7 separate regions of the Mus musculus genome follow, and all the other regions are linked to region 7. A link is a contact called in public HiChIP or PLAC-seq and promoter capture Hi-C data. All regions are on one chromosome and are shown on one strand. Each heading gives the region's core, a stretch centred on a gene start, on an enhancer-like site or on the middle of the called end of the contact. The rest is flanking DNA. Distances are from core to core; before and after follow the strand shown.

The links. Promoter capture Hi-C pulls out the DNA fragments that hold promoters and counts their contacts. HiChIP or PLAC-seq counts read pairs in DNA pulled down with a chosen protein or histone mark.
Region 1: a promoter capture Hi-C map of second pharyngeal arch cranial neural crest shows a contact between it and region 7. The contact joins the promoter of Gp5 here to the promoter of Opa1 in region 7. A contact is called at or near these places in 9 of 39 promoter capture datasets (the HPC-7 cell line, cranial neural crest, embryonic stem cells and 6 more), 3 of 115 datasets of contacts at active chromatin or transcription factors (astrocytes, embryonic basal ganglia and neural tube) and 1 of 9 other capture datasets (adipose tissue).
Region 2: a contact with region 7 is called in an H3K27ac HiChIP or PLAC-seq map of extraembryonic endoderm stem cells, with 5 times the contacts expected there. The contact joins the enhancer-like site here to the promoter of Opa1 in region 7. A contact is called at or near these places in 6 of 39 promoter capture datasets (Sertoli cells, cranial neural crest, embryonic stem cells and 2 more), 12 of 115 datasets of contacts at active chromatin or transcription factors (bone marrow-derived macrophages, embryonic basal ganglia, embryonic forebrain and 8 more) and 2 of 9 other capture datasets (embryonic stem cells and macrophages).
Region 3: a contact with region 7 is called in an HNF4G HiChIP or PLAC-seq map of pancreatic cancer cells. The contact joins the enhancer-like site here to the promoter of Opa1 in region 7. A contact is called at or near these places in 10 of 39 promoter capture datasets (the 3T3-L1 cell line, the C10 cell line, the HPC-7 cell line and 5 more), 1 of 15 datasets of contacts at CTCF or cohesin (embryonic stem cells) and 3 of 115 datasets of contacts at active chromatin or transcription factors (large pre-B cells, pancreatic cancer cells and stem cell-derived neural progenitor cells).
Region 4: a contact with region 7 is called in an H3K27ac HiChIP or PLAC-seq map of the NIH/3T3 cell line, with 5 times the contacts expected there. The contact joins the enhancer-like site here to the promoter of Opa1 in region 7. A contact is called at or near these places in 4 of 39 promoter capture datasets (the 3T3-L1 cell line, embryonic stem cells, maxillary cranial neural crest and 1 more), 1 of 115 datasets of contacts at active chromatin or transcription factors (the NIH/3T3 cell line) and 1 of 9 other capture datasets (embryonic stem cells).
Region 5: a promoter capture Hi-C map of trophoblast stem cells shows a contact between it and region 7, with 6 times the contacts expected there. The contact joins the enhancer-like site here to the promoter of Opa1 in region 7. A contact is called at or near these places in 5 of 39 promoter capture datasets (cranial neural crest, frontonasal cranial neural crest, maxillary cranial neural crest and 2 more), 2 of 484 Hi-C or Micro-C datasets (Sertoli cells and forebrain), 14 of 115 datasets of contacts at active chromatin or transcription factors (bone marrow-derived macrophages, craniofacial prominence, differentiating embryonic stem cells and 10 more) and 1 of 9 other capture datasets (embryonic stem cells).
Region 6: a promoter capture Hi-C map of embryonic stem cells shows a contact between it and region 7, with 3 times the contacts expected there. The contact joins the promoter of Lrrc15 here to the promoter of Opa1 in region 7. A contact is called at or near these places in 7 of 39 promoter capture datasets (the C10 cell line, cranial neural crest, embryonic stem cells and 4 more), 4 of 115 datasets of contacts at active chromatin or transcription factors (astrocytes, craniofacial prominence, embryonic stem cells and 1 more) and 1 of 9 other capture datasets (embryonic stem cells).

The regions. Positions count from the first base shown.
Region 1 is chr16:30,308,836-30,312,838 of GRCm38.p6, reverse strand. It overlaps Gp5 (glycoprotein 5 (platelet)), which reads left to right and starts at 2,058. Exons shown (of 2, transcript NM_008148.4): 1 at 2,058-2,084; 2 at 2,983-4,003. The coding sequence starts at 2,985. Atp13a3 (ATPase type 13A3) reads left to right here. Exons shown (of 34, transcript NM_001128096.1): 34 at 1-416.
Region 2 is chr16:28,903,394-28,907,580 of GRCm38.p6, reverse strand. The region is part of intron 1 of Mb21d2 (Mab-21 domain containing 2); the gene reads left to right. Among named protein-coding and RNA genes, the nearest start is that of Mb21d2, 24 kb to the left of the region's middle. Within about 2 kb of position 1,815, at least 28 of the 459 cell types and tissues checked have an H3K27ac peak or open chromatin away from gene starts, as enhancers often do. A contact at or near this core is called in extraembryonic endoderm stem cells, kidney and liver, where this site is marked.
Region 3 is chr16:30,234,544-30,238,270 of GRCm38.p6, reverse strand. No RefSeq gene overlaps it. Among named protein-coding and RNA genes, the nearest start is that of Gm33330, 17 kb to the left of the region's middle. Within about 2 kb of position 1,735, at least 118 of the 459 cell types and tissues checked have an H3K27ac peak or open chromatin away from gene starts, as enhancers often do. A contact at or near this core is called in hippocampal neurons and pancreatic cancer cells, where this site is marked.
Region 4 is chr16:28,962,448-28,966,317 of GRCm38.p6, reverse strand. No RefSeq gene overlaps it. Among named protein-coding and RNA genes, the nearest start is that of Mb21d2, 35 kb to the right of the region's middle. Within about 2 kb of position 2,052, at least 32 of the 459 cell types and tissues checked have an H3K27ac peak or open chromatin away from gene starts, as enhancers often do. A contact at or near this core is called in the NIH/3T3 cell line, where this site is marked.
Region 5 is chr16:28,867,654-28,871,896 of GRCm38.p6, reverse strand. The region is part of intron 1 of Mb21d2 (Mab-21 domain containing 2); the gene reads left to right. Among named protein-coding and RNA genes, the nearest start is that of Mb21d2, 60 kb to the left of the region's middle. Within about 2 kb of position 2,911, at least 15 of the 459 cell types and tissues checked have an H3K27ac peak or open chromatin away from gene starts, as enhancers often do. A contact at or near this core is called in trophoblast stem cells, where this site is marked.
Region 6 is chr16:30,280,971-30,285,227 of GRCm38.p6, reverse strand. Lrrc15 (leucine rich repeat containing 15) reads left to right here and starts at 1,974. Exons shown (of 2, transcript NM_028973.2): 1 at 1,974-2,060.
Region 7 is chr16:29,577,912-29,581,641 of GRCm38.p6, reverse strand. It overlaps Opa1 (OPA1, mitochondrial dynamin like GTPase), which reads right to left and starts at 2,308. Exons shown (of 29, transcript NM_133752.3): 1 at 2,071-2,308. The coding sequence starts at 2,102.

The DNA of each region.
Region 1 (4,003 bases), core at 809-3,308, 730 kb before region 7:
AGAACATCTAATATCTCATGCATGCAGTTTTGTTGTATCAATTAAAAGGGTTTTGTATATTTATGGTGGGAGGCTACTGGGAACTTTTAACAAAATAGGGAATTAACTTTTGTACAGTCTGGGCATTTACATGTATTTTTAATGTATTACAATTTGGTAATTATGTGCACATGAAATTAATAAAAGTTACTTCCTGTTATAATTTGTGAATTCCCTGAGACCGTGGATTTTTTTTAAGTAACTTTATATATCAGAAATGACACATCTTTATATTTTTAAAATTGTATTGCTGCTCAAGAATGGTACCCTTTTGTCAAAAAGGTAGATATTCATAATTGTACATTCAGCATTGTAAATACCATATGAAATCCTTTTTGATTAAAGCTATTCAAAATAAAAAATTTTAATGAATTAAATATGTCAATATTTTTTCCTGGATCCTTACACACTTGTTTGATTATGTGGCTACAGCTAGCTCTCTCAGAAACAGTTTCACTGTAGATGGGGTTTCGTTGTTTTTGCCTGGGAGGCTGGTTGAGAGGAAGGCAGCTTGGCTATTTAGTTTGATGGACTGGTTGGGGGAAGAGCTGGCTGGCTGGTGCACACTGCAAGCAGAATGGCAGTTGGGGACTCTGGGGTTGCTGCTTGGTGAAAACCAGAGCCAGCCAGACTTTTTGAAGTAAGGTCCAGGGATCCCTCTGCCTACTGTGCTTAGCTCCCCTTGTGAAGTTCCAGGGATTGAATGAGTCTTCATGCTTACAAGGCAAGCATTTTGCTTATCTAGCTATCTCCCCAGGCTCTGGATCTTGTTCTTAAAGTGGGTGAAAAGTGGAAAATAGTGATAGAAGCATATTTAACGTAACTCTGCCTCTTAGGTACATACAAAGAGATCTGTACCCCTGGATCTGAATGCTAAGGGAAACAGCGTGAGAGCATTTAAAGGAATTGGTGGGTATTCCCCCTTGGAGGGATCTACTTGATAATCTGTGACTTGACAACCAATAGATAATAGCACTTATAAAGAATGTCTATGTTATAGTTACATATAGGAAAAATGAGCACAGCTGGACATTGTGATGCATTCTTTGTGATTCCCAAACTCTAGGACACTAAGGCCAGAAGATTGTAAATTTGAAGCTAGCATGAGCTACATATACATAGCCAAGTTGTTGAGAGAAAAATAGACATAAAAGGGGAACTCGAGTTTCTCAGAAGCTGAAGAACAGGTGGCCCTTCACTGTAAAGAAAGACATCAAGTTTGTCATTATACAGAAATGCAACGTTATAAAGCATATTGAGACCATAGGTTGGTAGATTGGTATGCCATTTTGCTCTTTGGGCTGAGCCTAAGCCTAAGGAATAGGCATCATGGAAACAATCTGAATGACCAGGATTGAAGTCCAGGTCAGAGACGTGAAGACCAGGAGTTCTTACACACAGTGTGGCACTGTGGCAATACAACCACGGTGGTAGGCAGTTTGACATTAAGTTAAACTGAACACGAACCCTTGAGCAATGCTATTACTGAACATGTTTGACAATGGCTAGACCAACCATTGGGGGCGGGCATTTGAGAATTCATTGGCCTTATTTAAGAAATAAAATGTTGAGCAAAAGAGATGGCTCATCAGGTAAAGATACCTCCCAAGACATGGTGTGAGTCCTTGGGAACCTACGTGGAGGAAGGTGAGAACCAATTGCCTAAAGTTTTCTGACACCCACAAGTGAGGCACTGCCACATGCACCCACATACTCCTGCACAGGAATGAGTTAGTGCAATGTAGCATGGAAAAAAACCAAAAGTGTGGCCCATGTAATGACAGCCTGCTATTTCTGGGAAAACTTAGGCCCTCTACTCTCTAGCTTTTACAAAAGGACTTTTAACTATGGACTCTGAAAGTTTGAAAGCTCTTGTCATTAAAACCTAGAATATGCCCTATGGAGATAGTCTTTTTCTTGACTTTTTATCTGGTAAGGTCTTTATCTTGAGGATGCAAGAATACTTCCCTCTTCCTCTCTGAAGTGCCAAGTCACAAGCAGAGCTGCAAGCCTTTCAGTCAGTCCAGGGTGCAGAACTGCTTCAGGTAAGGCCAAATATTCTTAAATTAGTGTATGCAGTTAGAGGCTCAGTCTGTATAGGGGCAGAAGGAGACCTGGTACAAGAAACAGTACAAATTTTTACTTGGGAAACAGAGTAAACTAGTATTACTGTGTGCTTCCTGGGTAACTCAATGCCCAGAGTAGTTTTATTAAGCAGCTTGGTGTATAAGCAAACAGTAGCTCATTATTTAAATGTGTGAGTCAGAAAAACATCTTCAAATGCTACTTATGTGACACTTAAATTAACCTCATGTACACTGGAGCGACCAGCCTACTGCACTCGTGTTACTGTAACAGTGCAAAGTTCAGAAAAGCATGGCATAAAGCAATGGGCATTATCACCTGCACCACTGGGCTCCGGGCCGGGAGTTACAAAACGGTGTAATGAGTTGTGGGGTGTTGGTACTTTGAAAATATGTAAGAAATTGAATCTAGTGGAAGTGGGCCTTGCTGCGGTTCTCTTGCTGACTGTTGGGGATAAAGCTCCCTGCTTAACTTGTTAAAGTCAGTGACACAGCCAGTCCCAGGAGGCGTTGCTTTCTATTCTCTGAAAAAGACCGTAGCAATTTTAATTCGTTCTGTAACGATTTTAAGGTATTCTGTAGCTTGAAAATGCCCAAATGTCAATGCTCTAAACAGAACCGGGGAGATGGCTGACTGGATAAAAATGGGAACCTGTAAGACTGATCTACTCTCCAATACCCACATATGCTGAATAGAAAAGTAATTTTTTTTTAATCAGCCTTTGTAAGATAGAGGAAGACTTGGTTGTATCTGAGCGTTCCAAGGCCGTGAGAGTGCTGGCCCAAAAACTGTGCTTGCAGCAGTGCGTGCAGGGCTCCAGGATATGCTCTGAGCCTTGTTTTTGCTCTTGCATTTCAGACATGCTAAGAAGCGCCCTGCTGTCCGCGGTGCTCGCACTCTTGCGTGCCCAACCTTTTCCCTGCCCCAAAACCTGCAAGTGTGTGGTCCGCGATGCCGCGCAGTGCTCGGGCGGCAGCGTGGCTCACATCGCTGAGCTAGGTCTGCCTACGAACCTCACACACATCCTGCTCTTCCGAATGGACCAGGGCATATTGCGGAACCACAGCTTCAGCGGCATGACAGTCCTTCAGCGCCTGATGCTCTCAGATAGCCACATTTCCGCCATCGACCCCGGCACCTTCAATGACCTGGTAAAACTGAAAACCCTCAGGTTGACGCGCAACAAAATCTCTCGTCTTCCACGTGCGATCCTGGATAAGATGGTACTCTTGGAACAGCTGTTCTTGGACCACAATGCACTAAGGGACCTTGATCAAAACCTGTTTCAGCAACTGCGTAACCTTCAGGAGCTCGGTTTGAACCAGAATCAGCTCTCTTTTCTTCCTGCTAACCTTTTCTCGAGCCTGAGAGAACTGAAGTTGTTGGATTTATCGCGAAACAACCTGACCCACCTGCCCAAGGGACTGCTTGGGGCTCAAGTTAAGCTTGAGAAACTGCTGCTCTATTCAAACCAGCTCACGTCTGTGGATTCGGGGCTGCTGAGCAACCTGGGCGCCCTGACTGAGCTGCGGCTGGAGCGGAATCACCTCCGCTCCGTAGCCCCGGGTGCCTTCGACCGCCTCGGAAACCTGAGCTCCTTGACTCTATCCGGAAACCTCCTGGAGTCTCTGCCGCCCGCGCTCTTCCTTCACGTGAGCAGCGTGTCTCGGCTGACTCTGTTCGAGAACCCCCTGGAGGAGCTCCCGGACGTGTTGTTCGGGGAGATGGCCGGCCTGCGGGAGCTGTGGCTGAACGGCACCCACCTGAGCACGCTGCCCGCCGCTGCCTTCCGCAACCTGAGCGGCTTGCAGACGCTGGGGCTGACGCGGAACCCGCGCCTGAGCGCGCTCCCGCGCGGCGTGTTCCAGGGCCTACGGGA
Region 2 (4,187 bases), core at 566-3,065, 670 kb after region 7:
AGGCTTTTGTGATTACAGGTGGCAGTTCTTGTCATAGATTTTACAGTCATGTTGTGTGCTTTCTAGAAAGTTCACAAAATGCTTTTCAAGTCTTTGTATTTTGGAACACACAGTTTTCACTTCCCCATTAAATGATTTGAAAGATACTTGGCTTGGGCTTGGGTTTGAGACATCTTGACAGAAGCTCCTGGAAGCTGTTTATGGAACTATATATTTCATCCTGTGATAAACTCCAAGGCAAGGGCGGATGTATGACATTTACCTACAGACTGTAGCTATAAGGAAATGCTTTCTGGACTCGTCCTAAGGAAACTTATTTATTGTTCTTAAAGAACACTGCCTATTAGGTGAAGATTAAATGTACAATTAGCAATTCGGAGCCAGCTGACCTCCCAGAACACCCACTAAATTCCTCTCTTCAAAGCCCAACTTTGTAGGTAACTGCATTCCGGCCATTCCAGGCTCTCTGGAGTGGGTTCTTACATGCTTCCCCGCCTTAGCTCAGATTTCCCTTCATGCTTTGTAAGTACCTGTCTTTTCATCACTTGCCAGAAGGATTATCTCTGTTTGCACAAGTGTGTTTGTGTGTGTGTGTACACAAATTAGATAGACAGAGATAGATTTGGGGATAGGTAGATAGGTCAATAGGTTGATAGATTTAATGAGATTGATCACGTGTGACTATTTAGTAAATAGTAAAATACTACAAGTCTTTTAAAATTTCCTTCTTGGTAACATTTCCAGTGGGAATTGTGTGTTGAAGGTGTGGGACATTGTATAAATTTCTCTCACACTACTTCCGGTCCCAGCTGCCTGCCTCTCCACATCTGTGTGAATGTGGAGGTGTTGGGCACTCGCCAGCACTGTGGATGGCTTTACCCTGCAGTTCTCAGCAGAGATTGGCATCTGTATTTCACTCTCAGCTGAAAGAAGCGCTACACAACTCTGAACAGGGACAGGGCCTGGTGAGTAGGGATGAGGCCTTGTAAGTGGGGTGCTTCCTGCAGTGTGCAGACTGCTGGCCTGGCCCCTGCATGAGCTCACTTAATGTGCCTGAGGGGAATAGGTTGCCTGCTGATGGTCTGAGAAACTCAGTTTTGGCCCTGTGTCCTGAGCATGCTCAGTATAAAATAGAGACATCTCAGCTCAGAAAACTAGTTTAAGCCAACTTGGGGACCACAATTCTTTAGGAGAAATTATTGTATTTCACAGGCAAATTTTTTTTAAGGAGTAGAAATAATTTCTTTTTAAGATCGATTCAGTTAAGTGTGTTCATGTTTAAATGAATTATATGTCTTCATTCTGGGAAATCTGTTTTGGCCTTTTGTTACCTTTTTGTTATCTTGGCAAAAGTGGGGATAAACAACTCAGCAGAGGATTTACGTAGCCTCAAGCCTCCTGAGATTTCAGCCTGTGGATAGCTTACTCCATTGCTGAGGGCTTGAGGCAAACATGAGGATAGGGTCCGGTGAAGTTAACTCTCAGAGATTAGGGAGCAAAGAGCAACAGGTATGAGAGACCAGATATGTCCTTTAAAAGTGTGTCCCTACGGACCCCACTTCTTCCTGCTTGGCTGCACCTCCTAGGTCTCCACTACTTTCTAGTAATAAGATCAAAATGTGCCTCAGTCGGTGACTTACTCCTTCGACGGAGTCAGAACACTCATTTCTAAAAAGCTCCATCAGCTACCAACCAAGCCTTTGCTTGGTTTAGGGGAGTTGGTCTTTAGACGGGAACCACAAAGCTTCTCTGAGATAGTTTGCTCTTTTCAAACTTCCTTTTCTTGTAATCTTCTCACAGTCTGTCAATGATTCCCAAGCCCTGTCCTGGGCTCTGAACTTTGACTTTTGGACTCACGTACCAGATTAGGTCATCACGTACCAGATTGGAAGCAGAATCTGTTTACTCGGAAGGTTTTATTTTTATTTAGTGAGTTTAAATATAGGAGGCCGTCCTCAAAGGATTGAACCTGATGCAAGGATGGTTTTTGTTTTTTGTGTCCTCTGTTTGTGAGGCTACCATTGAGTGACCAATGATACCTGGTCATTCTATGTAAAAGGGGTTGGAGATTCCTCCAGACCTGTCTGTCGTTGCTCACAGACTTTAGAGCAAACTAATTAAAGCCACTGGCTTTTCTCCTTTTAAAAGTTTCTTTGCCCTCTGGTCCCCCATGCCTTCTCAGGTGTAGTCCTTGTGCCCCCAGCTTTACCCAGGAGCTAGTTAGAATACAGTGTTTTAGGCTTAACATGTCAGCAGTTGATTGCACTATGTGATACAGTTTGAGAAGCACCTGTCTGCCATGTAGTCCATTTCAGAACCACAGAAAGTAGAACCGGTCTGAAGACTGAGCGTCTGGGAAAGAAAATTCTCGATTTTATTTATTTCTGCTTAAATATCCCAAACAACTCACTGATGAACTAGTGTTTTTATCGTTGTCACGTTAAACTGGCACTTACAGCCTTTTATTTTAGAGAACTTGAAACCTATCAAGCTAGGGAGACTGAGTCAGAGGTAAGCTGTGTTTCTGTGTTTATGCCTAAATCCAACTTTCCCTTTTTTAGGACTGTGGTAGAGTGCATGTGGCTTGTGGGAGAGGAGTTTGTTCTGATGCTAACATTTGCTGTGCGGTGGGTTTCCAGGAGAGTTCCTTTCCATCTTCCACAGATAACTCTGTTTCTTAAGGTAACCATAGCACCAGTATCATGAACAGTAAGTAGCCTTGACAAGGCTTGGTGGCAGCACTGGGGAGGCAAGGACCAGCAGATCTCTGTGACTTTGATGTTAGCCTGGTCTACATAGTGTGTTCCAAGCCAGCTTGATGGAGATGTATATAGTGAGACCCTGCCTCCAAATAAAGTACCATTGCTTAGGTGAGCAAATGCCACGTTCCCCACACCTGTGCTTAGCTTAATGTAATCAAGGCTCTGAGCTCAGCACCTTCACCCTGCTGGTCCTTTGGACAGTAAAAAATCTGCAGCTCGTGGGGAGAGCGAGGTTTTTGTTTTCTCCCCAGTGTGCAGCGCGGTGGGCTTTTGCACGAGGAGTTTGTAGTCTGCTGTCTCCTCACTTCAGGTATCTGTCGAGTTACAGCAGGAAGGGCACGGCCTACCAGATACGAAGCCTGAGCCACTCGTGTCTTCAGATACGTGGCTTCTTTACTTAATCAGCTGCTACGGGAATGTCGAGTGTCATGGAGCGAGTAGACGTTGTACAAACTCAGAACGTTCAGAAAAGCATGTTGCTGGATGTGTGGTGGGACGTCACCCGCCTAATTAAACGGCAGTGTCTGTGAATACACACAGAGGAGATGTACAAAAATGCACTGGAGACTGTACCTTTCAGGATGGCAGCCACCTCTGTGAAGACAGGAGAGGGGAACAGAATAATTATACCTATAGATGCCTATTTATTTATTTATTTTGATATGTGGAGGAAATATAAAATGGCAGGGTGAGAGCAAGCCAGTGAATGTGTACATGATATTTATGTCATCATTTCTGGTATGTATGTGAGCTCTGAGATACAAGAAAAAATGCTTTTAAGAAACTGGTCACTTTATTTTCGTTTATGTTTTGGTGCTGGGGTTTGCGCTAAGGGTCTTGCATCGGTTAAACATATGCACTTTTCCTGGGTGCTTACACCTCTGGCTCCTTGTTTCCTTTTCCTGTTTTGAAAACCTGATAGAAATTGATTGGTGTGAAAACAGTTGATGAACTCAAATCCTCAAAAACGTTATTAAAATGCCCTTTTATATTTACTTATTGAGAGTGGGTCTCCCTATGTAGCCTGGATTGTTCTATAACTCATTATGTAGACCAGGCTGGCCCCAAACCCACAGAGCCCCATCCCTGCTCCTACTTCCCCAGTACTATAATTGAATGGGTATGTTATCGCAGGTGGCCAAAATGTGCTTTTTTTTTCTTTTTTTTAATTCTCACCTCATCACAGAAAGATGAAGATGACACATAAACATTCTGAAAATAATCAAGTTGGCGGGGCTCCTGGTTGAGTTAAAAACTTAAAAAAACAGTTTGTCGAAGCGTGGACGGCGCCAGGATTTGAGCCTGTCTTCTTTTACTGTTCACATGACCTGGTGCCTTTGCCACTGTAGATGGAGACAGGGTTTCAAAGGCTTTGGGTGGCCGCCTGGGACAGGTTTCATTTGTGTTGGTCGTCACAGCTCTGCT
Region 3 (3,727 bases), core at 486-2,985, 660 kb before region 7:
CCCATTCCTGTACAGCCTCCACCATTTTGACCATGCTTTCTTGGTGCTCTCTTTGCCTGCTCCACTCTTGGTCTTCTCTCTCTCAGTCTCCTTTGCCTGCCTCTCTTCTCTTCCCCATCCCCCACTCCTCCCATGGCCATTGTCTGCTGGCTATGTTCAGTGCACCATATTCTCTCCCTGCTCTGGACTCTCCCAGATGCCTCTTGCTGTTCTCTCCCTCACATCTACAATAAACGCCTTCCCCTCAACCATACCTGTTCCTTTGTGAACACTGAACTCTCCAGACATGTGATGTTATTTCTCATGTATTTATGTGTTTATTTAGCTTCTTACATGGACTCTAAACTATGGTCAAAACAGGACTATTACATGTCTCTGTATACCCACAAGAATAATGACCACCCTGTCTTTTCTGGGTGGGAGAGGATGCACCTAGCTTCACAGAGACTTGATGTGCCAGGTTGGTGGATACCTAGGGCACCCTACCAACTCAGAGGAGAAAGGGAAGGGGATTATGGGAGGAAGTGCCCGGGAAGGAGGCAGTGAGCAGGATGAAAAGTGTATAAGTAAAACAATTAAAATAGAAACATAAACAAATAATGGCCACCAAAAGTTCTCATCATGCACTCCTCAAATTTCTATTTGCAGTCAGTATTGTCCCTAGGCCTGAACAACCTCACCGGCCACTCAGTGCTTTGCCAAATAACTGGACGACATCAACAAAGAAGATGGAGACCACCATGTGCTGCTTCTAGACCCACGTTGGGGACAGTGCTACAGACTTTTCGTCAGTTCATAATATAGGCTTCTAATCCGCTCCTGAGAATTCAGACAGATAATTACGAGCAGGTGATTGCCGAGAGTCTCAGCACTGAGGGTCAGAAGCTGACAGGTCCTCCCAACCTCTGCTGCCATTTTCCTCTTTCTCTGCTTGCTTCTTCGGCCCCTCCTATGACACAGAGCAGAGACCAGGCAGTAGTATCTCTTGACAGTTGGCTGCCTGACTTGTGGAGGAGACAGATCAAAGCCCACAGGGGATGATAGGTCACCCCGGAACCCAGGTTCTGGGGCATCCTTTCATCCTCTGGGTCTCAGTTTCTCCCATCCGGGATGCAAGATAATTGGATGTGGGACATCCTATCCTGCCCTCTGATTCAGCACTCTTGGGGAGGGTGAGAAATCTGCTGTGTGAAATCTGACCAAAGAGTGCTTAAAATAACACTTCTCAGCCTTGATATCAGAGGATTCGTTCGTGTGTGCCAAACAGATTGTGATTAAGCCGGTGGAAGGTGGCCTTTAAGCCTGAATTTCTAGCGATCTCCCAGTCAGTGCTCAATCCCTGCCAGTCCTGTTTATACCCTGGGAAATGAAAAGCTGACTCACAAGACCCAACCACAGATCCATGGGATCAGAAACTCTGGGGTATCGACCAGCAATCTGTCCTTACGCTGTCTCCGAGGTTGTTTCAATACCCATCAAGTTCAAAACTACCGCTTTAGGACAGCTGATTCTGAACTTGACTAAGGACTGGAAATTCCTGCAGAGAGTTTTTGAAGCCCTGGTGCCTAAGTCAAGCTCTCATATTCAAATTTAATAAACACGGGATGCCAACGTGGAGGCATCAGGATTTTTAAACACTCCGAATGAGTATGAGATGTACTGAAGGTACTGGCTTCCAGGCTGAGAGTCTGCCGTTCTCTGAAGCCGCTCTGCCTGAGACTACCATGAGGGGGCGCTGTGGCGCCACGGGGAAAACTCCGCGCTCCGGGCGGCTGCTGGTCCGGGCTGCGGAGGTGGCGGCTGCGCCTGGGGGGCGCGCCTCCGGGAGCGGCTCCTGGCCGAGGCTTGCCCTGTGCCTGCATCTGTACCTAATTAATGCTGGCGGCTGCCTAGTCGCGCCTGACGTTAGATGTGCTGGTGTTGGGGGAACGCCTGCAACCACTCGGCACAGGTTCCTTTACTCCACTTTGTTCTCTGCCTCCTTCGGGACTCGGGTTCACCCCTGCGGCTGCTCCCTGACACTCTCTGCCTGTCCCAACGTCACCTCACTGGGTTCCTTGTCTCTTTCCGAGGATCCCGGCAAGTTCCCCAAGCCAAGGGACCTGCTGATCAGCTCCAGAATCCAGCTCCTGTCATTCTCTCTCATGGTTTCTTTCTCTCTTCTTTCTGCCCTTAGTTGAGCTCTGTGGGTCTTCATAATAAACGTTTTCATACACAGGGTTTGCCTCTGACTTTGTGACACATAAAGCAGGGCCGTTTGTAAGGGACTTTCGACGTCTATGGGGGTAGGGAGCAGAGAGTTGCTTCTGAGTTTTAATGGCTCTGTGTGTGTGTGTGTGTGGGGGGGGGTGTTCTATTTTTAAGGATGAGGCTTTATTCTGGAAAGGAGAGTCCCTTGTTTAGCTTCTTAGCTAGCTGGATACATCACCCCCGCCCAGGGGGGCTTTCCCCACAGGCAGTGACCTTTATCATAAATAATCCACTTCATATTTCATCCCACCCACTTTCCCATCTGTTTGATATTCTGCCTTCCCTGGTGCGAGGCCTCATCTGGAGACAAGCCATGTGAGTAAAAGAAGCTTGCCCATCCCTGGTCTGATGGCTGCCTTGCCCTGCCAGCTTCTTCAGAGCCTACTTCTGAGGGGACAGAAGAGGAAGGGCAATTGGAGAGACTGTGTGCTTCTTTCCTGACCCCAGCTCTCATTTCCAGGGCTTGGTTTCCTTCTTTGAAGCCTCTGCTACCTACCTAGATTCAGGTCCTTATTCCCAGGCAGTTGGCAGGAGCCACTCCAGTCCAGGGGAAACTGAGGCCAAAGAGGTTAGAAGGGACCCCCTCGAGCCACATAGCTGATTCCTGGCAGGTTCCACGTTTCTACAGAATTGTTCAAAGCTCTCCCTAGGGCCAGTGGACACTTCCTAGCAGCGAGGCAGTGGTGGCAGGGGTCCAGAGGGAACTAGTTTAATTTGAAGAGCAGCCGTCCCTCCTAGAATCCAAATGAGCAATATCATCACAGAGCCCAGGGTGTCAGAGACTGGGCCTGGGCTGTGGGCAGAAAACAGGCCTACGGGTTCAGAGGGGAATCACTCATCAGACATAAGGGGGAGGGCTGGGGGACTTGATGGGGGAAGTATAGATATGCTGTGTCAGAACGAGTCCTGCTCCCTCTAATGGGGCCCTGAATGGGGCTCTCAGGTGGGGCTAGAGGATAGACAGGAAAATTTGGGCAGCCACCAGTTGGGACAAGTGTCCGTCCCCGTCCGTTCCCCCCCCCCTCCTGCTGGCTTGGCCATATGTCTGGCCAAAGCCTAGGTGGAAACCAGAGCTCTAAAAGAATAGCTCGGGTGGACGGAGCTCTGTGAGAGTGTGTGTGTGGGGGAGGTATGCTGGTAACTGAGAGAAGAGCAGGAGAGGGGCTAGCTCAAGGTCATGGGACAATTAGCAGCACAGCTGGAGCTTGGATGCAGGCACTGGACGGTGAACCAGGTTGTCTTCACTATTGTTCTTCCATATGGATGGATGGATGGATGCTTGGACCCTGCTCCTTCCCTTTTTGTTTGTGTTGCCATGTCTTGTTGAGACTTTGCATGGACATTTTCAGTTGTGTCTTTCTGCTCCCAAGTTGTTGTTGTTGTTTCTCTCCTCCTCCTCCTCCTCCTCCTCCTCCTCCTCCTCCTCCTCCTCCTCCTCCTCCTCCTCCTCCTCCTCCTCCTCCTCTTCTTTCCCAGA
Region 4 (3,870 bases), core at 803-3,302, 620 kb after region 7:
TAGCTTCCTATAAACACGACTGTTAACAAGAATTTTCCCTAAACACACACACACACACCACAGAGAGAGAGAAAGAGACAGAGACAGAGAGACAGAGAGAGACAGAGAGAGAGACAGAGACAGAGACAGAAAAAGACAGAGAGACAGAGGGACAGAGACAGAAAAACAGGGTTAGCCATATCTCTTCCAACACAGCTGAATACAAGGCACACTCAAGAGAACATCACATAACCAGCATAACCAATGTCACTATACATTCATTGGGCAGCTACAGAAAGTACTTCTATCATTAATCTTTTAAAGTTTGAACTGAAATTTCAATCTATAGAGCCCCTCCAGGCCCTCCCTCAAAAAAGTGGATTAATAACAAGTTCTCAGAAAGTGTATCGCTGATACTTGATCTTCAGGGGTGGGAGAGTTGAAAGGTAACTATTCCCTTCTCTAATTATCATCACGCCAGCCCTACTTTCTGTGGTTTACTGATGGCAAACAATGAAAATGACCCATCTCTCTCTCCTTTCCTCAAGCTTTGTTTGCCTTTTGATTGCCCCCTACCATTCACAGCACTTTGCTATGGTGCCTTATCCCTTATTCTCAACAGTCAACTTGGAGATAGAACTCAGAATGGATTAGTAGCAATTACTTGTAACATAACAGGAAGACTTTAGGGAACTCAGAAGATTGCCGATATTGGTGACTTTCCAAAGGTTTCTTCACCTTCAAAACTCTTCAGATTAAAACTCTAATTGGAACAGGTATATCGAAACTCCCACAAGCCAATGAAGAGATACAAGACACTAAACTGAAAGCACTGAAATGGGATAAAGAGGTGTACTGGCTGCTTTCACGTCAGCTTGACCCTGGGAGAGTCATCAGAGAGGAAGGAGCCTCAGTTGAGGAAATGCCTCTATGAGATCCAACTGTTATGCATTTTTCTCCATTAGTAATCAATGGGGGAGGTCCCAGCCCATTGTAGGTGGTGCTATCCTGGGATGGTGGTCCTGGGTTCTATAAGAAAGCAGGCTGAGCAAGCTATGGTGAGCAAGCCAGTAAGCAGCATCTTTCCATGACCTTTGCATCAGTTCCTGCCTCTATGTTTCTGCCTTGCTTGAGTCCCTATCCTGACTTTTTTCAATGGTGGGTCATAATCTGGAAGCATAAGCCAAATAAACCCTCTCCGCCCCAACTTGCTCTTTGGTTATGATATTTTCGTCAGAGCAATAGAAACCCTAACTGAGACAGGAGTGATGTGTTGATAGACTGTCTTAAGTGGGTAACAAGAGTGGTGCCTACAAAGGAGGCAGTAATCAGAAGCAAATTATACCAACATGACTCAAGTCTATGTGCCTTAAAATGGCAAAACGAAAGTAGAAGACAACCACAAATGTTGATGAGGGTGTGAGGCGACAGAGTCAGGACTTGCCAGTTTTACTACATCTGACCCACAGCCTATGTGGGTAGGCATCTGGCAATATTTAATGGCATTAGGAAGGGGTTACTCTATGACACAGCTACTCTATCAATGGGACTACCTAGAAAAACATTTCCCCAGTGAGTACACAAAGTGTATATATGAGATACATATACACTGTGGTGGTATCCATCACAGAAAAATGAGTAGGTAAAATATGGCACATTTATATGTTGAAATGCAAGTCCATGGTAGAGTGACTAACTGCTGTGTGATTTTTTTTTCTTCTGAGAAAATAAGAATAAACATCTTTTCTCCCCAGAGAGCTTAGTGACAACTGAACAAAGAAACAATTCCACACAGATCTATGTGTTGAAGCAGTGAGTTTATTAGGGTGACTTAAAGAGCGTGAGGGAGGTCGTTTACAGGGGTGTCAGTGACTCAAAGTCAATTATACTGCCAGAAAGTCATATTTGATTATCATAATGTTTTCCCTGTTCTGTCATTCCCAGTCCTCTCTCCGTTACCATGACTGGACTATATTTTATATGTCTCTAAATATGAAAATGTCTCTGCATATGCAAACAATCACCTCCTGTGTATGTTTTTGTTCACTCGTGTGGGCGTGATGACTCATGAAAAAGGCCTCCCTAGAGTTCCTGTCCATCCTGCAAGGAGCTGTACTTCAGAGCAGCCCACTCTCACCCGCAACTTATGTATGGCTTTTGCAACTCCACATGCAGCTTTGTGAATATCCTGTGTTTCATGAGCCTTGGAAATTTCTTTAGCTTTTTGATTTATGAAGCTCCCTCCTCCCTCTAGAATAGAGTGCTTGATTAGGAGAAAATAGACATGCAACACTATCTAAAGCTACATGGATAGAATGCTGAGTCATACCTTCAAGGCAGCTTCTTCTCTATCCTCTTGATCTTAGGTTAAATTTCTAAAAGTCTTTCCAATTTTGTGCTCCGATTACTCACTCTTTCTTTTCCATGAAAAAAAAAGCCCTATAATACTATATTCAACAACAAAGCATATTAGCCATTTCAGAGCATTTTTATTCATATAGAAAAAAAACTTACAAAAATGTCTTTTTATGGAGGTGCATTTTTAATGTATCTGAGTGAGAAAGTGGTGTCTTCCTTAATCTGCGGTGTTTTACCACGTTAAAGCTTTCCCTTTTTATATGGGTCAATGACAATGAATATAGAGAGAAATCTAACAACAGCTTAAGTAAATTCTCTAGAAATCGAAGAGCCCTTACTTGGACAACCAAAGCTGCTGCTGATGGTGGTAAGGGAGGTAGTATAGTAGACAGAGAAATCGAGTAAGAACTCATCTTGTGTCTATACAGCTGACTCATAGTGGCCTTTTGGCCTAAGTTCCTTTGGATCAGACTTTAATTTATTGAGAAAGGAACTCTTGAGATGAAAGAGAGAAAACATGAGAGAGGGAGAGAGAAAGGGAGGGGGGGCGGGAGAGGGAGAGGGAGGGAGGGAGGGGAGAGAGAGAGAGAGAGAGAGAGAGAGAGAGAGAGAGAGAGAGAGAGACTCCTTAGAGAAGTGTGGGCTCCATTTGCAAATTAAACAAAATGAAAAAAAGCACACAGTACCATAATGAAATCCATTCTGCACTTTGCTAGAGGAGCCCATTACTAGACACATCCATTCTACACTGTGCAAGAGGAGCCTTTACCATAGACACACCCATTCTGCCCTGTGCTAGTGGAGCCCTTTACCATAGACACATCCATTCTACACTGTGCTAGAGGAGCCCTTTTCCCCACTTAAGAGCCCATTGGGATTCAGCAGTGCTCATATCAGCCAATTACTATTTTGTCTATGAATAGGAAAATATGTGAATGGCCAGTGCAGTTGCAAAGGAAAACATTTGCATAACATCAGCCCTTCCTTGGTAGCATAATTAATCTTTTGGGATTATGCGTTTGTAAACATAATTTTTCAGAGCAGTGTCAAGAAAGTCCATTTTACCTATTGAAACACTCCAAGTCATAATTATAGCCAGCTATTGTTTATGGAGCACCCACTGAGCACCAGGCATCATACAAATCTGACTGGTGATCCTCACTGAAGCATTATAAAGTGACTTTTATACAAGAGTTCAAACTAGGAAGTTCAAGCCTGACAAGAGCAATTAGCATGTCCACAGAAATAAAGAATTCAAAACTTGACTGTTCATAGATTTCCATTCCTTATGTGTTACCCCCCACTGCTGTCATTGCTGACATCGCTTGTTGTGTCACCCAGGCTGGTCCTGAACCATTCAGCTTAGGTGATAATCTGCCACAGCCTCTGCAGTGCAGAGAGGACAGGCAAGTGCCACTGTGCCCAACTTAGTGTCCCCATAGTGACACTAAGATGTCACACAACTCTGTTTGCATCATTTGATTTAGTTCACCAGACCTGTGGGCAGTGTATACCCTATTATACCCATTTTAA
Region 5 (4,243 bases), core at 1,662-4,161, 710 kb after region 7:
ATTGAGCCTCCTGGCTTTGAGATTTGAGTGAGCAGCTTCAATCTTTCCAGCCTCAGTTTCCCCAACTGTTAAAGGAGTAATGCCAGCTTGACCAAATGGACACTGACATATACAGAAGTACATGGGAAGAACTGGCAGCATGTGCTCTTTTACCTTGACGGCTCCTTCCGGTCGCTACCAAAGGCTTCTGTTAGGCAATGACAGCGTGCCCTATTGTCAATTGTCCGATCTAATGCCCATGGAATGGCCTTAATTGAACTAAACAGGAGCAGCGATCCCACAGCCTCTGAGTACCTGGACAGTAGTATTTGCCAAAGATCCTGAAAGATACCAGGGCTCAAATGGCTTTTGACTTTGCATTGGCTTTTTGGTGGCTTTCCCCCCGCCACCATAAGACTACTGAATGAGACTGATACTGCTAATATCAGTGCTTTCTTCCCCTCCCCCACCTCTGTTGTACAGGACAGGGTTCGGAATTTGCTTTCCTGTGCTCTGCAGCATGCCCTCTTTTATTACCATTATTTGATTTTGCTTTATTAAAGATAATAGTGTGGTTTGGATGCAGTTCTTGTGGTTAGGGCCATTTAAGAAGAAACAAAGTTTACGTATTTGCTGCGTTTTTCTGTCTATAAAGTCCACCATATTTATGGTATTAATTTTGTAGCACGCTACACTGGGTACCAGAACAGCATGTTATATACATGATAGCGGTGATGTGACTGAAAAATGTGTCCCATGGCAACAGTATCCTTAGGCATGTAACTAAATATGCACAGATTAAAGGAGCTCTCGGGCTCTGCAGGCAGCTGCAGGCAGGGAGGTTGGCGCTTGGTTGGGAGAGCTGGGGCCACACGCCTCTCATTCATGTTCTCTGCTTCTTCTTGGCTAAGCTCCACTTCAGAACCCTCCCCTGCTTCTAGAAGCTTCCTGTTTGACTCGGCGGCTTCTGGTTTGGTGTGGGCAGCACCTGTGTGTTCGCTTGGGGCAGTGTCCTCTCAGGGCTCAGGGGCCTTTCTGTGCTCTCCACTGTGTGATCGCCCACTGTGTTGGTTATTTTTCTCACTTTACAGAAACAACTTTAGGAGGAGGAAGGATTTATTCTGGCCGTGGTTTCAGGGCCTGTCAAGTCATCGCAGGGAAGGGGTGGTGGCAGAACAGGTCATTCTGTGGCAGGCAGCAGGGATGTGAGGCACCAGATCTTTATGCCTTGACTCATCGGGGAGCAGAGACAAGGGAATAGAAATAGGGTCATGCTGTTCCTATCAGAGACCTGGGCCTGGTGGCCTTTCGTAAGCTCTGTGCTTAGAATGTTTTACAACCTTCCAGAGCAGCGTTGCCAGCTTGGGACCAAGTGTTCAAACACATGAGCCTGTGTCAGACATTTTTTTTTTCACTCAAACTATAAAAATGGCAGCCCCACCTCTAGTTTGTTGCTCATATCTGCAGTACATTACCACTCACGAATTCCCCGTCTCTCAATAGCCCTCACCTTCTTTGATAAAGACCCCACCCCACTTTGAGTGACTATCACTGTCCATAGGTTATTCTATCACGTTAAAACAAAAACAAAGCCCCTGTCTACTCCTGAGCTTTCGGAGACAGGGGCTTGACTCTGAGTCCGTGTCACCACAGTGCAGGTGCAGCCAAGCTGTCCTCTGGCCTCTTCTTCTGATGGCTTGGCTGGGAGGCCAACGAGTTTGCCCTGTACTCCCCAGTAGACCGTAGATCACCTCAGTTCCACCTCTTGTTCAAGGTGGTGGCGTTGGCGTAGCAGCTGGCTTATGCAAACGGGCAGACAGATGGCTCAAGATGGAAGACGCAGTGCCTTTTGTGACATAATCTTGGAAGTGGAAACCATTTCTTCTACCAGGTCACAGTGACCAGCCTCCACATCCACAGGAGGTAGCTTTAGCTTGTGGGTACTAGAGAGTGGGGTCCCTGGGGCCCTGCTGGAGGCCGGGTGCAGGGCCTGCCTTGCCATGTGACTGTGTGTTCTGTTTTCCTCCCAGCCAGGTCTGTCGTGGAGGCCAGTTTTGCCTCTGTCAAGGCTCCCTATTCCATGCCCCCCCCCCCCAACAATCTGTCAATGTTCTAATTTTTTAAACAGATGGAGCCATTCAGGTCTAGAGCAGCTGTTAATTTAAGCCATGCAGCCTCTACCCGGGGCAATCAGAAAGTCATTCCTAGGTCTTTCTGTGTCACAAACTCGTGTTCTTTCTGGATAAAACCGATGTGCTGATCTTATGAAGTGCTTTCTACGGCGCGTTTCTTGTTTGTCAGTTTTGTTGATAATTAAGAGGATCAACATTGTGCCAGCCAATCATTACTCCATCCGAGTATGAGACAGGTGATGTTGTGAGATGTTCTAGCCACCCAAGGCCTTTATCTCCCTGTCCAAGGCAACTCCGATTGGCTTGAGTGTTGTACTGGTCATGGATGCTCAGGAGGGTCACGAGGAGAACACGTACTTCAGCAGCCCTTCCTGCCTTCTGTGGTGATCCCTCTGCCTCCTCCACTTAGGAGAAACTTTCTACTAAAATGCTTCTAGGTAAGAACAGGCTATAGGCTTCCAGCTCGGTGGGCTTGCGCTGTGTGGTGATTTCCCTGCAGCCTGTACAACAGGCAGGGGAAAAAAATTCAGGGTGAGATGAGAATGAGACCGGGCTCCTCCTTGGTTTTATTGCCACTAGAGCTGAACCAGGACTTCTACTAGAGTCTGGCCCAGAGCATTTGACCTTAGCCACTATTTAAGCACAGCACAATTCTGGGACAGCAAAGTACTCAGATAACGATTAATTCAGTCCCAAGTGCGCAACAATTTAAGGAATGTTTCCACTGAGATTCTTTACAGAGCACACCTGGCTTCTTTCACAAGAGTGGGTACTGTGGATTCAGAGATAGCGCCTAAGATTTAGGGGCTAACGAGCTTGACTGAGGGAAACGTAAGACGCGTGAGTTACCAGGCCTGGCCTGGCCCTAGGATAACAAGAGTTATCTCAGGCTATGGTAAAGTACACGTGACATCATTCATAAGAATGGCCTTTATGGTCTAAAGGCTCAAGGTTTTAAGGGAAAGGGTCTGGGACAAGTTAAAACAGCAACTCTGGGAGATCTGGGCAGAGGCTGTGTCATCGGAGAGCAAGGTATCACCAGACTGTAGAACTCCATCATTCCTGGCTTTCCAGGAAGAGCGGCTGCTCACCTCATTCCATCGAAGAGGTAAGCCAGGGGTTTAACTTCCCTGGCTTCTCCATTGCTTCTCTGTGAGCACGAGGCCTTTTTGTCCTCTGCTCTAAAGTAAACTTCCCCAATAAATGGTTCCAGAGCCTTATCCTCAGAAGAAGGAAAAGGCCCTGGCCCCCCAGTCTAGCCTGACATTCTGTGGGCTGACTTCAAGAAAGGGGCTTTGATTTTCTTTTTCATTTTGAACAAAGTTCTGCTGGCCCCTGTGTTTGTCTTTGAAAGTGCCGGATAAATCTGTGTTTCTAATTTCAGTCTTTCTCCCTTTTTGCTCTTTCAAAAGGGGAACACTGCAGGTGGCCCTCTCAAAATCTGCTCAGTGGTGGTGACTCTTCACCCTCCTCGCCTCCACTTTTGTGTCTGCGGGGGACTTTCGTTCTCATTCTTGCAGTGCTTCTAGGAGTTTCACAAAACTCATCCGCTCAAGATAACATTAAAAAGATTCTTATCAAGAAAAAGCACGTTTTCTGTCTCTGCTGCTCTGCATGCTTAGAGGTTTATGGAGCATGGTGGGTTTTTTTTTTCCCTAAGCTCTTATCCTCTGTGTGTGTGTGTGCGCGCGCGAGCGCGCACGTGCGCGCTCGTGTTCATGCATGTGTTTGTATATACACATATACCTGGAGAAACACAGTAGCTGGGAAGTAGGTGAGATAAAGATTCAAGAATGGGCTTTTTCTTTTTTTTCTTTTTTTTAAAAAAATATTTATTTATTTATTTATTTATTTATTATATGTAAGTACACTGTAGCTGTCTTCAGACACTCCAGAAGAGAGCATCAGATTTCGTTACAGATGGTTGTGAGCCACCATGTGGTTGCTGGGATTTGAATTCAGGACCTTTGGAAGAGCAGTCGGTGTTCTTAACCACTGAGCCATCTCACCAGCCCTCCCCCCCTTTTAAATATTTATTTAAGAATGGGCTTTTCCAAATACTTCCCTGCTCCTGGGAAATGGCGGAGGCTCTCTAGGTCGAACAGTTCCACTTTGAGGCAGATTCGTTTCCC
Region 6 (4,257 bases), core at 725-3,224, 700 kb before region 7:
GGCCTTGCATTGGAGATAATTTCTTCATTTGCAGTATGGAGAACTACTGATAGACCAATAGCTCGCTTCCACCCTTCCCAACAGAAGGGGACATTTGGCAATGTCTAGGGATACTTTTGGCTTTCACCGCTTGTGTCTATGATGCCGTCTTATCCTGCAAAACACTGGGAAACTCCACAGAAGGTGTCACCTAGCTCTGACCATCGCTGTGACATGATGGAAAGGTAAGATGTAGAGAAAGCAATACGGAACTGTGGTACAGGTCCTTCAGGACACCCATCTTACAGCTGTGCTCTGTGAATGGCCATCCTTAAATGTTCCCAGTGTTGACTTCCCAGCACAGTAACGACAGCCTAGCGCAGTAACTGTGTGTAGGAAATGAAGGAAGAATACAGGACAAGGGAAATAGTCTTATTTTTGGAGGTCCATGGGTGGGAAGTTGATGGCCCTGGGTTCAAAATGTAGAGGCTGAGAACGAGGGCTTGTCTACCTTTCACCTCTGTACCACAACCTGAGCATGCCTGATTCCTACCTTCCCACGGTCCCTACCCCAGTAGGAAACCAGGAGACCACGCCGCCGGCAGTGGTGGCACACGCCTTTAATCCCAGCACTTGGAAGGCAGAGGTAGGTGGATTTCTGAGTTTGAAGCCAGCCTGGTCAGGACAGCCAGGGCTACACAGAGAAACCCTGTCTCAAAAAAACAAAAACAAAAACAAAAACAAAAAACAAACAAACAAAAGATGCGGAGGCTCCAAAGGTTGACAGCAAGAAGGAAGATGCTCTTCTGTGGAATCGTAGTGGGATAGGATGCTAAGGTGGGGGAGCTGGGACTGGGGTGTGGCGGCAGCGCTCTCCTCGGTTAATAGCCAGAGCACTTTTGTTTCTGGCTGTGATTCATGGTGACACCGGCAAGGCATGATTCAGGCAGCAGGGCTTGACCACGGTAAGCCACCAAGTGACTGTCTCAGTAATAACACTGCACTTTTATGTCTCTCCTTTCATCGCAGATCTCAAAGCGCCCTGCAAACATTAATTAAGGCTCTCGCATTCCAGGAGCTGCCCGGTGGGTGCAGGCATTGTTCTGGCCACTAGGCGGAGAAGGTAAACGGAGCCAAGGCAGCTACAACCTTTAAATGCTTTGTTAAGCAGAGGTCTGACGGCCCCCTCCCCAGCCGTGACTCCTCTACCCTCTTCCTCCGGCTCTCTCTGGGACACTTTGAATAGAACCAGCATGGTCTCCTGGTTTCCTACTGGGGTAGGGACCGTGGGAAGGTAGGGAATCAGGGCATGCTGTGGTACAGAGGTGAAAGGCAGACAAGCCCTCGTTCTCAGTCACCACCTTCACAGCCCAGGAACATATCCTGCACGCACCCAGGAGCAGCAGCATAGGTACAGAAGATAACCTCGGAGGGACATGAAATGCTACTTTTAAAAGAGATATGGTGGAGGGAACTATATTTTTCCTAAGAACTTAAATGCCTTTTCCAAAATATTAGCAGTGGCTGAATTGGATGACACATTCGAGTGTGCCTTATAATGTTCTTGCATATTTTCTCTAAAATTGGAGTTATTTCTATATACAAATTTTAGAATTCGGGGCTGGGGGAGAAAAGGAAGGGGGATGGAGAAGGAAGCAGAGAGTGGACTAAAAGGTCACAGAAAGCCCGACTTCAATCACAACCTGAACTGGTGCCTAAGGCAAGAGCTGGGTCCCAGTTACTCAGTCCTACTGCGGTGGCAGAAAACCCCTTTCCAGTGTCACACTGGACACAGCGAGTCCGAAGGAGATGGGGAAGGAGAGGCAAAGAAGAAACTTATTTTCAAGTGCAGTCGATGAACGCCCCTTCAACTTGAACACAATTCCCTGATGATGCTCCCAGAGGTTGCCCCGCCCCGCAGGCCGACACTGCCCCGTGCGGTGACTCACGAGGGGCTGTTTAAATGACAGGGAGGACCCAGAAGGCCCTCACTCATGCTGCAGTCTTGAGCCGGTCCGGTCCTCCGCCTCCTCTCCTCGCCGCCTCCTTCTTATTGACCCGGCAGCCTCGTGGAGCTGCTGGTAAGTGGGTGCCCGCCCACCCCCCATCCCGGCCGCGCCCCACATCCCGGTTGACGATAGGATCCCGAGACTCTACAAGGAGCAGGGCTGGCGCGTGCCTGGGATGCTCTGAGGACCTGGACTGGTCCAGCCCGCGCAGGAGCTGGGTGAGCCGGTCCTAGTGTCTAGCTGTGAATCTTGATGCCCTGTTTCGCTTTCCTTGACTTTATGGTCTGTGAAGTGAGCCTGGAGTGCAGCGGGGAGAGCTTTTGACCTGCAGGAAATTGGTTGAAAGTTAACTGAAGCACCCGGTTTACCTACTCCGGGAGACCAGATCCACAAGGGCAGGAGTTTCTCTAAGGTTCTGGCTGTTGGAACCTGTATCATTTCCATTGAGCCTACAGAGGTAGCCACTTAAAGGGGACTCTGCATATAGATCTGTCCAGGATGGTGAACTCACAAGGTTTCTGCCTGGGAGAAATCGGCCCTCTACTTGTGGTAGATTTACAGTGTTACATTTATACTGCTGGACTCAGGCGGATATGCAGTCTCTAGTCAGGAGTGCCAATTTGGAACCCAGTTGAAGTTTTAAGTGTCCAGGTTCTAACTCTGTGTGTAGCTTAGATGATCCCATTCTGATCATCTAGATGTGTCACAGGGTCCAGGGCTGATGCCTTTGGGAGGGAGATGCTGGAGGTAGGTTTGTGATAAGAATCAGGTGTCTCGCTGGTCGTGGTGGCGCACGCCTTTAATCCCAGCATTTAGGAGGCAGAGGCAGGCAGATTTCTGAGTTCAAGGCCAGCCTGGTCTACAAAGTGAGTTCCAGGACAGCCAGGGCTATACAGAGAAACCCTGTCTCGAAAAACCAAGAAAAAAAATCAGGTGTCGGTATGTATGTATGTATGTATGTATGTATGTATGTATGTATGTATGTTTATTTGTATGTATTTTGGTGCTGAGGATCAAACTCAGGATCTCAAGCATGCTAAACAAGCAGTCTACTACTTAGCTATAACCACAGCTGACTAGGTGAGTTTGTTTTGTTTGGTTTTAAGACAGGGTCCCACTATGTAGACCAGGCTGGCCCCAAACTCACAGAGATCCTCTTACCCTACTTCCCAAGTGCTAGGATTAAAGGCATATACTACCACGCACAAACTGGGTGGGTTTTAATCTCACCCCTTATCTGTGTCTCTGCCCAAAATGAAGAGGAGTGAGCTGTGGAAAAGGAGAGCCTTCGGGACCCTCCAACCTGAGCGGCTCTACCTTTAGGGCCAAATGCACTACCCTAGGGCAGACCGTGACTGCTGAGATAACACAAGAACTCAAGGTGCTGAGCATTGCCTGCCAGGGATTTCTAGCTGGCACTACCCATTGCAGGCAGCTCTCGGATGTGTGGGTGTCCCTGCTCTGTGACTTGGAAATTCCTTAAGCAGGTCTCTTTTTCTGCATCGCCTGAACATCTGGAGTAGATTCAGGACCAGACAGTTCAATTTGCCTGTGGTCATGAGTCAGCTGCTGGGCTCAGCAACAACTGTGACAGGGAAGGCATGTTGAGAGGGTCGTGGCCAGGAAGAGCTCTGAGAAGACCCCACAGCAAGTATAGGAAGGTTCCTCCCGGGGCTTGGGGACACTACCCAGATTAGCTCTGTCAATGGAGGATGTGAAGCCTGAAGTGGAAGTAGATCCAGATGTGCAGAGATGAGAGAGAGAGATGGGAGACGCACTGCCCAGGGCTTGTCCTGCCAGCGAACACGCCAAGGCTGTGATTACAGATGACAATTTGCCTCCCTGCCTCCAGACTTCAGAAGAACCCCTGAAGCTGCAGGTTCCAGTGCCTGCCTCGGCTGTGGAGCACGGGGCTAAACAGAGACCATACCATTTCCCTCTCAGACCTAAGGTGCTCCACTGAGAAGTGGTCTCTGTAGACTGAGTTTCAAAAGAGACTCTGGCTTCTTATGAAAGTCCCCACTTCAGACACAACTCCTGCTGTTGTGCTGGGCAGTTACAACTCTTATAGCTCTTGGAAGCAAATTACAGCCCTGCTCTGGCCTCTGCAGGAAGCCGGGCTAGGCTTGCCCCAGGCTTGGGAGGGTTCCCACAGAGGGCCTGGGGAGGGGCTGCTCTTTTCTTATTTTAAAAAGCAAAACAAGGATTTTTGAAGGCCCCGGGGAGGATGAGGCTGTGAAGGTCCTGTCCAGGGATTTAAGGGTGCTTT
Region 7 (3,730 bases), core at 1,059-3,558:
GAGTCTGAGGCCAGCTAGGACTACACAGAGAAACGCTGCCTGGAACAACAATTAAAACCCCAAACAAATAAACAAACAAACAACAGTAAGAAAAAAATGCAAAAGTCAAATGTAATAAAGTATACCACCCACACCATCTACTCTTGCTCATCTACCACATCCTTTACCTACATAGAGCTGTGTAGTATGAAATTATTTTTTCATTAGTTTTACACAAATATTTATCGTAACCCCAAAGTGTTGGCTATCAGTCTTCCATTTGACTTGTCTAAGAGGTATATTTATCTGTATATAAAAAGTCTGTTTTAACCTCATGACTAGAGTAGTACCTAGCTGCATTATTTCATAACTTAACAGGAACTATATTGTGCAGGGCAATTCCAGAGCCTGGGGGTTTCTGGTTTTCCATATCCCTATTTCTCCCATTAGCTAAGTTGTGCTTGGGCATAAGACATTCTAAAGCCATGACTGTAGACACATGTTCATACCTTCAGAAACAATGTAGCCCAGCTGTATATGATTGATTAAACAAACAATACAAACTACAAACCTGTTTATTTGTAAACCAACTTTAAGTGTTTCCTACATACCTCTTTGAAAAGAGTATGCTATCTTCTACACTTTTTTCTGTTTTATAGAAAACTAGATGTCTCCACTTAATTATAAAACAGCAGCAATAGTAAAGTTGTAAATAGCTTATTTCAATAGAGAAGGTTGTGAACGTATTGCTAAATTAAAATCCCACAAGATTAAAAACAACCAACATTGCAGTAGAGGCAGTTGCACTGTGGACTTTTAATTAACTGTGATGAAAGGAATGGGTCCATTCCTTATAAGCATAATACATAATTTATACCATTAAAAAAAGTTTTGGGGAGAGGGCTGGAGAGATGGCTTATTGGTTATGAAGAAGGGCTAGTCTTCTAGAAGTCAGAGGTTGGATTCCCAGCACCCACATGGTGACTAACACCTGTCTGCTACTCTAGTCCCAGGTGACTGAATGCTGTTCTCTGTCCTCTGTGGGCAGCAGACACAGAAGTGGCACACAGATATACATGCTGGTGAAAGAGATACAAACATATTTTTAAAAGTTCTAGCCCGGCGTGGTAGCCCAAGCCTTCAATCCCAGCACTCGGGAGGCAGAGGCAGGTGGATTTGAGTTCGAGGCCAGCCTGGTCTACAGAGTGAGTTCCAGGAGAGCCAGGGTGATACAGAGAAACCCTGTCTCGAAAAACAAAAACAAAAACAAACAAACAAACAAAAGTTCTAGGGGCTGTAGAGATGGGTGGAAACCTTGGTGTACACTACTTCCTGTAATCAAATGTCTGAAACAATGTGCTAAGCTTGGGGGTTATTGGAACAACTTATATAGATAACATCAAATTTAGTATCAGTAAATGCATATAGCAATTCATAGAAATAAAACTACTTTGAGGTTTTCTACTTTAAAACAAGACTACAGCAACATCCGCAGCGAGACTGGAGAAGTGCATCGAAGTGGACCTCAACACTGAACAAGATCTCTGACGGGGCATCTCTTAAACACCGCCTGATATCATGCACAACACCACTCTAAATTTGACTCCAGTCAGAGGGTCAGGTAAACGGGCAGAGAGCCCTTTCCCGCGTATTATGAAAGGACATACTTTCAAGTATGCTGCTGCAAGTGCTACCAAGTAGCTGCAAGAGCAAAGTGTGCGCTGTGGCATGGCGTATGGCTGCAAGAAGGCAGTTAAATGACACGCACAGAGATACAAGGACAGAGCTAGGCCAGGCCAGAATAGCAACAATAAAAGCAACAACTAGAGACAGATAGCAGGGAGATCACAAGGACAGGGACAGGAACGATGGGCCAAGGCAGCAAAAATCTTCATGTTGAACAAGGAATGGTCACCGGCCAACTCCCGTCACTCCTTTGGGTATTCAAACATTCGCGAGAATTTTTTTAAGAGCCTCGGCCCGGCCTGAGGGTCAGTCACCTGCACATTCGGGAAGTAGTGATGGGTCAACCCTGCTGTCCAAATGGCCCAGAACCTGACATAACGGGGCCAGGTCGCAGGCCGCACTTACCAGGCCACGGCCGCCCGACCTGCTCGCCACATCCCGCCAGAGCAGACCACACACAGGCGCTGAGACGGCCACGGGGGGAACCCCGTGTCGGCCCCAGTCCGATTCCTGCTCCGACAATGACCCAGGAAGAGGCCCTCAGCAACAAGGGCATAGAGCAGCCACCGAGTCCCTCCCAATGGCGCATGGACTTCCGCAAGAGCCGGCTGGGCTCCCGTAGTCAGTCCGTCTCCGAAATAACCACCCACAGGAACGCTAGGCAGGCTGCACAAACGGGCCGCGGATGACATGCGCATGCGCGGGGAGCCACTGGGCGGGACCTGTGTAGTGCTCCTCTTCTTGGCTCCGCCCTCAAAGTGTAGGAATTTTGAAAATGAACTGGGCGGGCTGGGTGCAGGAAATCCACTGGACGAATGTTTATTAGGAGCAGCCAATTTAAGGAAATCTTTTAAAGATCATTTTCGTAGCTGAATCATATAGCCAGAAGATCGAGTATGCGAGACACCTTAGAAAGTCCGAGATCTGATTGGAAAGTGACTTCTGACATTTAAGCTGTAGGTTTGGGATAAACACATACAGTTTTATTAAGACACAAATGTTTTTGTTTTGTTTTGTTTTTTCATTCCCCCCTTTGTTGGCTTTCACCTGAATTTTAATGGCACCCATTTTATTGAAATGGCCCTTGTCAAAGTCTCTTAACAGCGCCATCTCTCCAGTAATGGCTCCTTAGTAGTATCTGCCTAAGTTCTCTTCTTAGTTTTCTTTTGATTTTCAAGACGTCAGATTCATTCTTCCTTCTCCTTGTAACCTATCCCTCCCCACTCCTCCCTATCAACCCCTCTTCGGACGTAGTTGATGTCTAGTCTCCTAGCTACCTGCTTCTCCCAACTATTATTTAATATTCAAAAGTTCCAGTTAGGTTTTGGGCCTTTTGAGTTCCTTCCTTTTTCTGGCTACATTTTCTCCTTAATAATCTAAATTATTTGTATCAATCCAAGTATCTTCTCCATCTTCAACCATTTTTGTATTTTTTTAAAGAGAACAGGGACTCAAAACAGGAATATTGCCAGTGAAAGATTGTGAAGTCGATTAATGGTGTTATTGGAAAAAATCAGATAGTCTTGTACTTTATTTCACTTCAAGGATACATTCCTTTCACTCGTCTCCCTTCCCCTGTCTCTGTCAGTCTCTCTCTCTCACACACGCACATGAAATACACACCACCACCAGCACCCCAAATAAATTGCTTTTTATCTAATTATCAAAACCATAAATCAGAATCCATCTAGTCACAATAGTGGCAAGTATATAAACGCAACTGTCTGACAGTAAACGTTCTGATTGCAGGACTTGAGGAATATATTTACTGTGATGACTGTCTCAATGATAGCTGTAGATAGAAACCTTCTATAAAGCCTAACCAGTATAAACCAAACTAGAAACCAGTTTAAACCCCAACTTTTTCTAGTATTGAATAAAAAATGCATTTGTTATTGTTGCTTCCTAATTCTTGTTGGAAAACACAAAAGGGAGAAGTAAGTGACGGCTGCTTCCATGTGTAATGTGTCTTTGCAGTTTACAAAGCCCTTGCTTTATAATTCCACTTCTAGGCTGGGACTATGTGTAACTTATGTCTACCATTGTATTAGATAGCAAAATAGAG